Regions from separate parts of the Mus musculus genome. Here region 2 is linked to region 1. A link is a contact called in public promoter capture Hi-C data. All regions are on one chromosome and are shown on one strand. The core of a region is the stretch at or near the end of the contact, and the rest is flanking DNA. Distances in the headings are between cores, read along the strand shown. Region 1 holds the start of E430016F16Rik (RIKEN cDNA E430016F16 gene). Region 2 holds the start of Plin1 (perilipin 1).

Evidence for each region. Promoter capture Hi-C pulls out the DNA fragments that hold promoters and counts their contacts.
Region 2: a promoter capture Hi-C map of the HPC-7 cell line shows a contact between it and region 1, with 3 times the contacts expected there. The contact joins the promoter of Plin1 here to the promoter of E430016F16Rik in region 1. A contact is called at or near these places in 2 of 39 promoter capture datasets (the HPC-7 cell line and hippocampal neurons).

What each region holds. Positions count from the first base shown.
Region 1 is chr7:78,715,848-78,720,021 of GRCm38.p6, forward strand. E430016F16Rik (RIKEN cDNA E430016F16 gene) reads right to left here and starts at 2,373. Exons shown (of 11, transcript NR_015542.2): 1 at 2,233-2,373.
Region 2 is chr7:79,730,292-79,734,747 of GRCm38.p6, forward strand. It overlaps Plin1 (perilipin 1), which reads right to left and starts at 2,485. Exons shown (of 9, transcript NM_001113471.1): 1 at 2,451-2,485; 2 at 1,806-1,864. The coding sequence starts at 1,850.

The DNA of each region.
Region 1 (4,174 bases), core at 1,123-3,622:
TACCTGCAGAGGATGGCTATGGGCTATATGCTGCCTCCATGGAATTTGTTAGTGGCCAAGAGATGGCCAAAGGAGGAGGAGAGTGGGCTGAGAGTCTATCCCCAATAGATGGTGTCTTAATCACCCCCTCTGGCAAATCAAGAGGAAGATTTTGCTGATGTGATGTATCTCCCTGCATCCGGCCAGGAACCGAAGGAGCAAGGAGAGCTCACCAACCTAAAGTGCTGTATGAAAGCCCATTAATAAACCTCCTGGCAAGGACACAGTGTGCACCATTCATAAATCTGTGGCCTGTGGGAAGGAGCCATGGAGCAACCTGTGGAGTGGCCTGGAAGGGAGTCTGAGGCTGCTGAGCTCTGGACATTCTTGAAGTTCCTCTGTAAACTTGGGGTCATGGGCATCTGCACTCCGAGTGGGGGACTGTTACCAGTCTGAAGCCCTGGAGCCTCAAACCCCAAGATGAATTTGTCTTCTTACTTAGAATATAGACCAGATGATGGTCTTGCAATTCCATTATCCCAGGATGCCCAGGAGAATTCAGACAAGAGACTGGGCCTCCTTGTCAGAAGGCTAAAGGACAAACACATGCAGAATAATTGTTGAGAGCCAGGCAGCCTAAATACTCTACTCCAATGAATCCCTCAATAACTTGATAAATCCTATCATGATCATCATTTTGGAGAGGTGGAAAATGGGGCCTCATGAAAGTAAAGTCATTCCCCGCACAGAGCTAGTCAACCCAGGCTGGACTGCTCCAAGTTGTCCAGAACACGGTAGGACACAGTTAAATGTGAGAGGTACAGTTCAAACTCAGGTTGCCGGGCTCCCTGGACCTCTATGCTATTCCACAATGTCTTCCTCTGCACTAGTGCTTTTCAGCAGGGAACATTTCACTTGTCGGAAGATGTTTGACATTATGGATTGTCATAGCTGGGGAGGAAGGAGTACTGCTGTCATCCATCAGACCAAGACCAGGAATCCTGCTAAATATCCCACAGTACACAGGGTGAGCCCTATGACACAGAATTAGCTGGCTAAGATACCAATGGGATTGAGGTTGGCAAACTATGTCCCTGAATCACCAAAGACTGAATTGTTTAGCGTCTGAGCTCTTCCAGGGTCTCGGGTTGAGGTAGGGCCAGGAAGCTCAGGCCAGCAATCTCCTAAGCGCTGTGTGGAACTCTGGCACACATGGCTGTTCTGTTACGGGTTTGTAAAATGGGAGAGCAGGCAGGGCAACTTTAGGAGGGAAGAGATTCACCAAAATCAAGATGTCTTTTTGGAGAAGACTTCTGTGCTACATCTGGTATTCTACTGGCCAGTCATCTCTGTCTCACTGTGTCTAAATACCTGAGGCACTCAATGTACAAGAGTGTTTCAATGCATGCATGCATTCTGAGGTTTCAGTCCACAGTGGCTCAGTTCACTTGCTTCAGGCCTGTGGCACAGAAATCATCAGGGCAGAGGAGGCTGCTCACCGGTGGCAGCCAGTAAGCAGAGATGAAAAGAAAGGGACTGAGATACCAATCACACTTTCATGGGCAGAACCCTATGAACCTGATGCCTTTCTACAGAGCTCCACACTAAAGACTCTACTAGCTCCAAACACTGCCACAAAGCCTTCAACAAGCCTTCGGGGTATATCTAAGGTCTAAACCATAATTGTAGTGATCAATCTTAGATGCCAATGTCAAATGCTTCCCTAGGTGTTTCCAGGAAAATTTGATAGGTGTAGTTAATTCTACAATAAGCTAGTTTTGAGTAAAGGATACCTGGGTTGACTGGACTCAGTGGCTCCAAAGGCCCTAACAGTAGAGTGGAAGTCTCCCCACAAAGGTGGGTGGAAGGGTCCCACTCACAGACAGCATCGCCCTTGATGCAGGCAGAGAGGTGCAGCCTGCCCTTGGGACGTCAACCTTTCCCTGCCAGCCCGCACCACCACAAAGCCAGTTCCCAGCATCTCTTTATAGTGATCATCTCTGTCTGCTTGGCTGGTTAACCCTGCTTACCACAAGTAACTCACAATCTCCAAGGGGAGAATAAAGCTTTATGACAATTCCCAAAGTGATTTGTCCAGCAAAGCCTTGAATTTGAAGAGCATCCTGTGGGATCATACTCCAGATGTCTTTTTCTGACAAGCAGTAACACAAGGAAACTAGGCAGTTTGGCCAGTTCTTTGGCCCGGCTTCTATGGATGGTATCGGGTTCTCACTATGGACAGAGGATCCTTACCACTACATGCCATCTGCCGGTTGCCCTTCTCCACTACACAGGAGGTGGTCCTCTTGCATCCATCCTTGAGGCACATCCAACACCATGACTGAGATTTCTTAGGTCTAGACCTTTGCTCTCAGTAAGCAGAGCTGATAAGCCTCAGCCCCTGAATACGCAGCAGTCAAAACGGCATGGTTTATGCAGAGCACCTGGCACACAGTGGGTGTTCAACTCCTGTGCCAAGACCCTCCCCTCTGATGACAAGCTGTGCTAAAACAGGCCTCCTACTATATAAGGAATAAGCAGGGTTTTTAAACCACTCAATATGGGCAACAGTTGCCAAATGATGCTACGGAGCTCTCCTAGGCCCGAGGCCCGCCCTAAATTTAACAGGCCTGTGTTTACAAACCCAAATCCATGCATCTCTGAGGCTCCCACACATATCCCAGCTGTCCGCCTGAAAAATTCCGCGTGGAGAGTCTCTGGCAGAGTCTCCACCAGCTGGTAACTCTCAGAGTGTTCCTGACACTTGGTCTGAGCCTTAGGCACACTATTCACAGGCGAAACCCAGGAGCTCCTCCTTCTACCTGAAGACTGGTAGGACTCTGAGCTGGTGGATTGCAACCAGGATTCTGAGGCTAAGCCACACACGGAAGATTCTAGGAGCTAAGACAAGCCTCTCTGCAGAGCCTGGCTTTTCTCTCTCTATCCTTTACTCATTCTCTGTATGTACTAGGCTGACACACATGCACAACATCACACCTTCCTACAATTCAGCTATCCTGAAACTGTCCAATAGCACTGAACACAGCCCAGAACCCAGAAAGACACAGAAGTCTCTAGATTGGACACAGAACATAGACTGATTCTCTGAACCACGTGCAGCGCCGTAAGCCTTCCCTCGGACCTTATTTCCCTTTCCTATGGGCTATTTCTCCAACTGAGAGACACCTAAATCACCAGACAGCTTGGTAAATACAGATTGCTTGTTCTACCCTTCCCACCCCACTCCAGTGATTCTGATTAGGCAAGTCTGGAACAGGACCGGAGGAATGGGCATCTCTAAGGAGTTCCCAGGTGAAGCTGATGTCACCAGATCAGGGGCTGCTCTCAGGTTAGGGGGTGGCTGCTTTACAGATTGGATGAGTCAAGCCCACTGACTCTAAGTAATCCTGAATCAGAATGGAATCTCCCTCTGTGTGTGTGTGTGTGTGTGTGTGTGTGTGTGTGTGTGTGTGCGCACTGGGGGCGGGGAAGATGCCGATAGTGGTGAGTCTCAAGAAAGAGAAAGCCAGGCTGACAGCTGCAGGAAGTGACAGTTGACAGCCTGAGAGCACAGAAAGAGACAGCAAACTATAAAAAGCAGACTTAAGAACTCAAAAAGCAAAACGGACCGAAGCCATCTCTGTGGGATACAGTTACTATATTCTCCAGATCCAACCTCAGGAAGAACTCTCTCCAAGCCCCGTGTGACCCTGGGAGTCACAGTGAAGACCCTATCATGTGAAGGAAGCTATACTTAGGCTGCTTCCAGGGCAGGGAAATGTAAAAATTAATGTTCTAAAAATTGACATCTAATTCATCGGCAGTAAAGATCATCGGGGGTTTAATGGGTTATAAACTTGGCACTATGAAAAACTTTTCACCATGAACTAACCCATTTGCTCAGTTTTCTAGGCTCCTACCGTGTGTGCACCTGCACATATGTATATCCTGCACCCATATACAGATAAATATCTGATGTAGAAACATTCTGTGGGGTGTTGAGAGACATCATGAGTTATAGAGACCATGCTTAGCACACACCAGGTCCTGGGTTCCAGTGCCACCATCAAATTACTCCACTAATGAATGTAAGCAGTACAATTCCCCACTCCCCATACCATAGCCCCTTCATCATTTCTTCCTTGACCGTCTAGACAAGGCTGGGTCCCATCTGGAGCTCCCATTTGCATACCTA
Region 2 (4,456 bases), core at 1,235-3,734, 1.0 Mb after region 1:
CTCTTCCATCATGGCTCTGTCTGTCCTTGGGCTGTCTACCTCTGCCACCCTGCTCGGATTATGTGTACACGTCTCCTTTCTCCCAGTAGAGTGGCCTCTAGTCCCTAGTACCTGTCGCACCCTGGAGAATTGAGTCACACATGGGGCTGCACCTTGTAAAATGTGTAAATTAAGCTCCCTCCTTCTCCCTCTCCCTCCCCCTCTCCCTTCCCTACTCCCTCTCTCCCTCTCTCCCCTTCCCCCCCTCCTTCTCTCTCCTTTTCTTTTTTTGATACAGGGTCTCACTATGAAGCTCTGGCTGCCCTGGAATTAACTGTATAGATCAGGCTGGCCTCAAACTCACAGAGATCTGTCTGCCTCTGCCTCCCAGGTGCCGGAATTAAAGGCGTTGCACCACCACCACCTGGTTTATAAATGGGTCACATGATAGAACTGTGGTCCTTTCCTCTAGACACTCTAAAATTTGGCATGGCCTTTTTGTTTTGTTTTGTTTTTTGTTTTTTGTTTTTTTTCGAGACAGGGTTTCTCTGTGTAGCCCTGGCTGTCCTGGAACTCACTTTGTAGGCCAGGCTGGCCTCGAACTCAGAAATCCACCTGCCTCTGCCTCCCAAGTGCTGGGATTAAAGGCGTGCACCACCACGCCCGGCTAGGCATGGCCTTTCTTAAAATATGACACTCCGTGTTTAAGTTGGTGGTCCGGTGAGCCTCGGCCTGTGGGGTGTAGTGGGGCCATCTCTTCTTACTCAGATGCCTCCATACTCTTATCAAAACATTTTGCTTTGTACAGCACTTGCACAATTAGATTTCAGAAAGTAGAAAAGGCCCAGTCTGTGAGTGAGAGAGTGATGCTCGTCATGGGGTGGGAAGCTGTAAGGATCCAGGGTAGATGCCTAGAGCTCTCTTAATCGGCACTGTAACTTGCTGGGGCTGCTCCCTGAGTCGGGCTCTGCTTGCGGGAGGCTGAGTTAACAGAGCCATCAAATAGACCTGCCTGGGCTCCAGGACAGAGCAGGCCACACGGATTTTAGCTTTCCATCCTGCAAGTGAGTCAGATATCAGAGGGAGAAAGGCATTCTGACTACAAGAGGAAACACCCTCTTTAACCGTCTGGAAATGGAAGAAGCCACTAATGGTTGGTTAGAAGGTTTAGCGTTTTTTGTGCTCCATTGACCCCTTTCTCATGACTTAGTACAAAGGAAGACAGTCGCCCTTAGTGCAGAGCTTAGTTAAAGCCTACTTTGGAATGAGTGTCCTCTCCTCCAGGGTCATACGCCTGAAGTTCACTCTCTGAACTGGGTCCAAATCAGAGAGGCCCTGGCAAAAGATGTCAAGGACACGTAAAAGTATCAGAATTACTCAAAATCGTGGCGAGAACTGGGCCAGAGCTAAACCCCGAACAGACTAAACTCCTAATTCATTCCCGCACATGGCAGCACAGGCTGTGTGCGGCAGAAGAGGATCAGGGGCTGAAGCCAAAGCCACAGAATGCGTGGGCTCTGTAGGACGCGCGCATCCTTCTGGGTGGTGAGCTTGTGCTTCTGGGTTTAGGACCAGGTGGCTTCTTTCCCTCTGTCTCTCCCGAGGCCCCAGCCGGCATTCCTATCCTTCTCTCCACGGTTCTTAGACCTCTATAGCTATCTCGCCCCTTCCCCCAAAACCCCTGTGAAAGGTGGCAAGGACAGAGACAGTGAGTTCAGAACCTAAGGTAGACATCTTGCTTGAAGTCTCCTGACTCTTCCTCTCTGCTCACCCCCCCACCCCCTTGGTGGCCCATTTCCCACCTCACACGAGCCCATGTCACTTACAGGGAGGTCTCCATCCAGCAGGGTTGGGCCCTTGTTCATTGACATCCTTACTCTCCACGCTGCAAAGCAGAATCCCAGATCTATCAGAAGCCCGCAGGCTTGTCTTTCACAGGCTCCCTCCCTCCCTCCCTCCCTCCCTCTCAAGGCCACCATCTAGCCATCTGGGAGCACAGCTGGCCTAGGTTGGAGGGCGAATGTTACATAGGAGAGATTGTTCCTTGGGGTCCCAACACAAGAAGTTTCCTGGTCTGCTCAAAATGAGCTCCGCATAATCTGTTCAAAATTGATGGTTTTTTTAAATTGCTCAAGAAAAATTAATGTAGGCAATTAGATAAAGATAATGAGATGAGAGAAATGGTTTAGGAAAAAATCTGTGACTGAAAGAGACTAAAGAATGAGTGTTAGGTAGAGCTTAGTCTTTTCTTCACCTTGCCAGCAAGGTTAAGCCTTCTCTCAGAGAGCTGTCTTATGGGTAAGCCACCGGTCCCTCTGTGCCCCTGGTCTCTCATTCTTCTCCTCAGGGGTCCCCCTGCAGATCTCTGCACCCCTTGGTCATTTCCCCCAGGTGCTCTTTCTCCCAGCTCCTTGCCTGTAACACCGAGAAAGCAGCTAGGTAAGGCAGACGCCCAAGGACCCCACACTCACTGCAGCAGACCGCCACCTCAGTCTCAGACAGCCCAGCTGTGGAAGGTCTCCTCCTCAGAAACACTTGCAGCCACTCCAGGGAATCTTGGGCAATGCCTCTCAGACCTCCCAGCTAGAGGAGGGCAAAGAGGAAGAGAAAGCTGGGCCGGCCCATTGCCTTAGCTGTCTGACCCAGGGTGTCCCCTGGGCTCACCCTAACTTCTATGGGGGATGTTTAGGCAATAAAGAGGTGGTTCTCAGAGCTGAAGGACTCATTTGTCAGAGCCCAGAGAAGTTCCAGAATATTTCTGGCTTTCAATGGACAGAAATTGCTTTCCATAAAGAAGCCACTGCAATGTGTGCCATTAAACTTCTAAACTCAAAGTTACATGTCATCCTATAATCTCTGGTCCCTTTCCTGAGAAGTTTCTATGGAACAATATTCAAACATTATTCCATCCTTTCTTGTTTGCTAGCAAGGATGACTATTGAGCAGCATGATTCAAACCCACACAGGGATAGGGTTCACCTTCATGTGTTAGTCTATAGCTATCAAGATCAATTACCTGCAAAAAAAAAAAAAAAAAAAAAAAAAAAAAAAAGACTAGATAGAGCAGTAAGAGTTGAGCTCTTAGTAACCAGGCTCCGCAGGAGATGTCTCATCCTCTGTAAACCCCCAGGGTTAAAGAAAACATTTTGAAGCTGGCTGTTGTGGCACGTGCCAGTAATCCCAGAACTCAGGAGGCTGAGATGGAATTGACAGTTTGAGGGTAGCCTGAGCTAAATAGCAAGCTCGTGTCTCATAAAGCTAGGGGCTGGGGGTGGAGCTCCATGCCAGAGTGCTTTCTGACCTGGCATGTGGAAAGCCCTGGTTTGATCTTCAGTACTGAGGAAAGGAAAGAGGGAGGGAGGGAGAGAGAGAGAGGGAGGGAGGGAGGGAGGGAGGGAGAGAGGGAGGGAGGGAGGGAGGGAGGGAGGGAGGGAGGGAGAGAGGGAGGGAGGGAGGGAGGGAGGGAGGGAGGGAGGGAGGGAGGGAGGGAACTTTACTTAGCCTGAGATGCCACCAGAACAAGAAGGAGGAGAACTATTTGGTTTTGTTCACTTATGTCTGGACAAGTAAAGGTGTTGACAGCTGGTTTGGTTGGTTGGTTGTTGGTTGGTTGGTTGGTTGCTGGTTGGCTGGTTGGCTGGTTGGTTGGTTTTGCCAACCAACAGCACCCAGACAGCCAAGAATTATCCGTTGCTATTCCTTCCTCAACAGGAACTCAAGCCCAAACTCAAACTTTAGTTTCTGATTAATGTTGATGGAGCACTGTGGTGCCAAGCTGTGTCTTTAGACCAACTAGAAAGGGCCTCGTAATCACAGTGAACGAGAGGACGGCAGCACGGTTAGTCCCTATTCACCAGAGTTGATGTTGTTGAGTCTACTAAGTTGTTAGTATGGGTAACAGGATGGAGAGGCACTGAGTAGGGTCACCAAAATGGCTCAGCAGGTCAAGGTGATTGCCACCAAGCCTGGCTGCAAAGTTCAATCCCTGGGTCCCAAAGAATTGAAGGAGAGAATTGACACTGGCAAGATGTCCTTTGACCTCCATATGCATGCTGTGACATTTGAGCATGTGTATAAGTGCGGGTGTGTCCAAGTGCACACGAATACACACATACACACACACACACACACACACACACACACACACACACACACGCACACACACGCACACACACCCCAAATAAATGCATAAATGCAATAAACAATAAGGATGTGAGAAAGGCTACCGATAGATCCTTGGTAGTAAATTTTATCTTCAGTATAATAAAACAGGGAACAAGATGCCAGGAAAGGGAGGGGTGTGGAACAAGGAGCTTCCAGAAGAGGTAATGAATATGTCATGCATTTGATACTTATTAATCTTGGTCTGAGCCTTTGGGCTGTAAGACAGCAGTGGGGAAGGAGGGGAGCGTGTAAAGTGGCCTCTGCCTTTGCTTCAAGGTTCAGGACGAGTAATCTGGGAGACTTGCATCTGGAC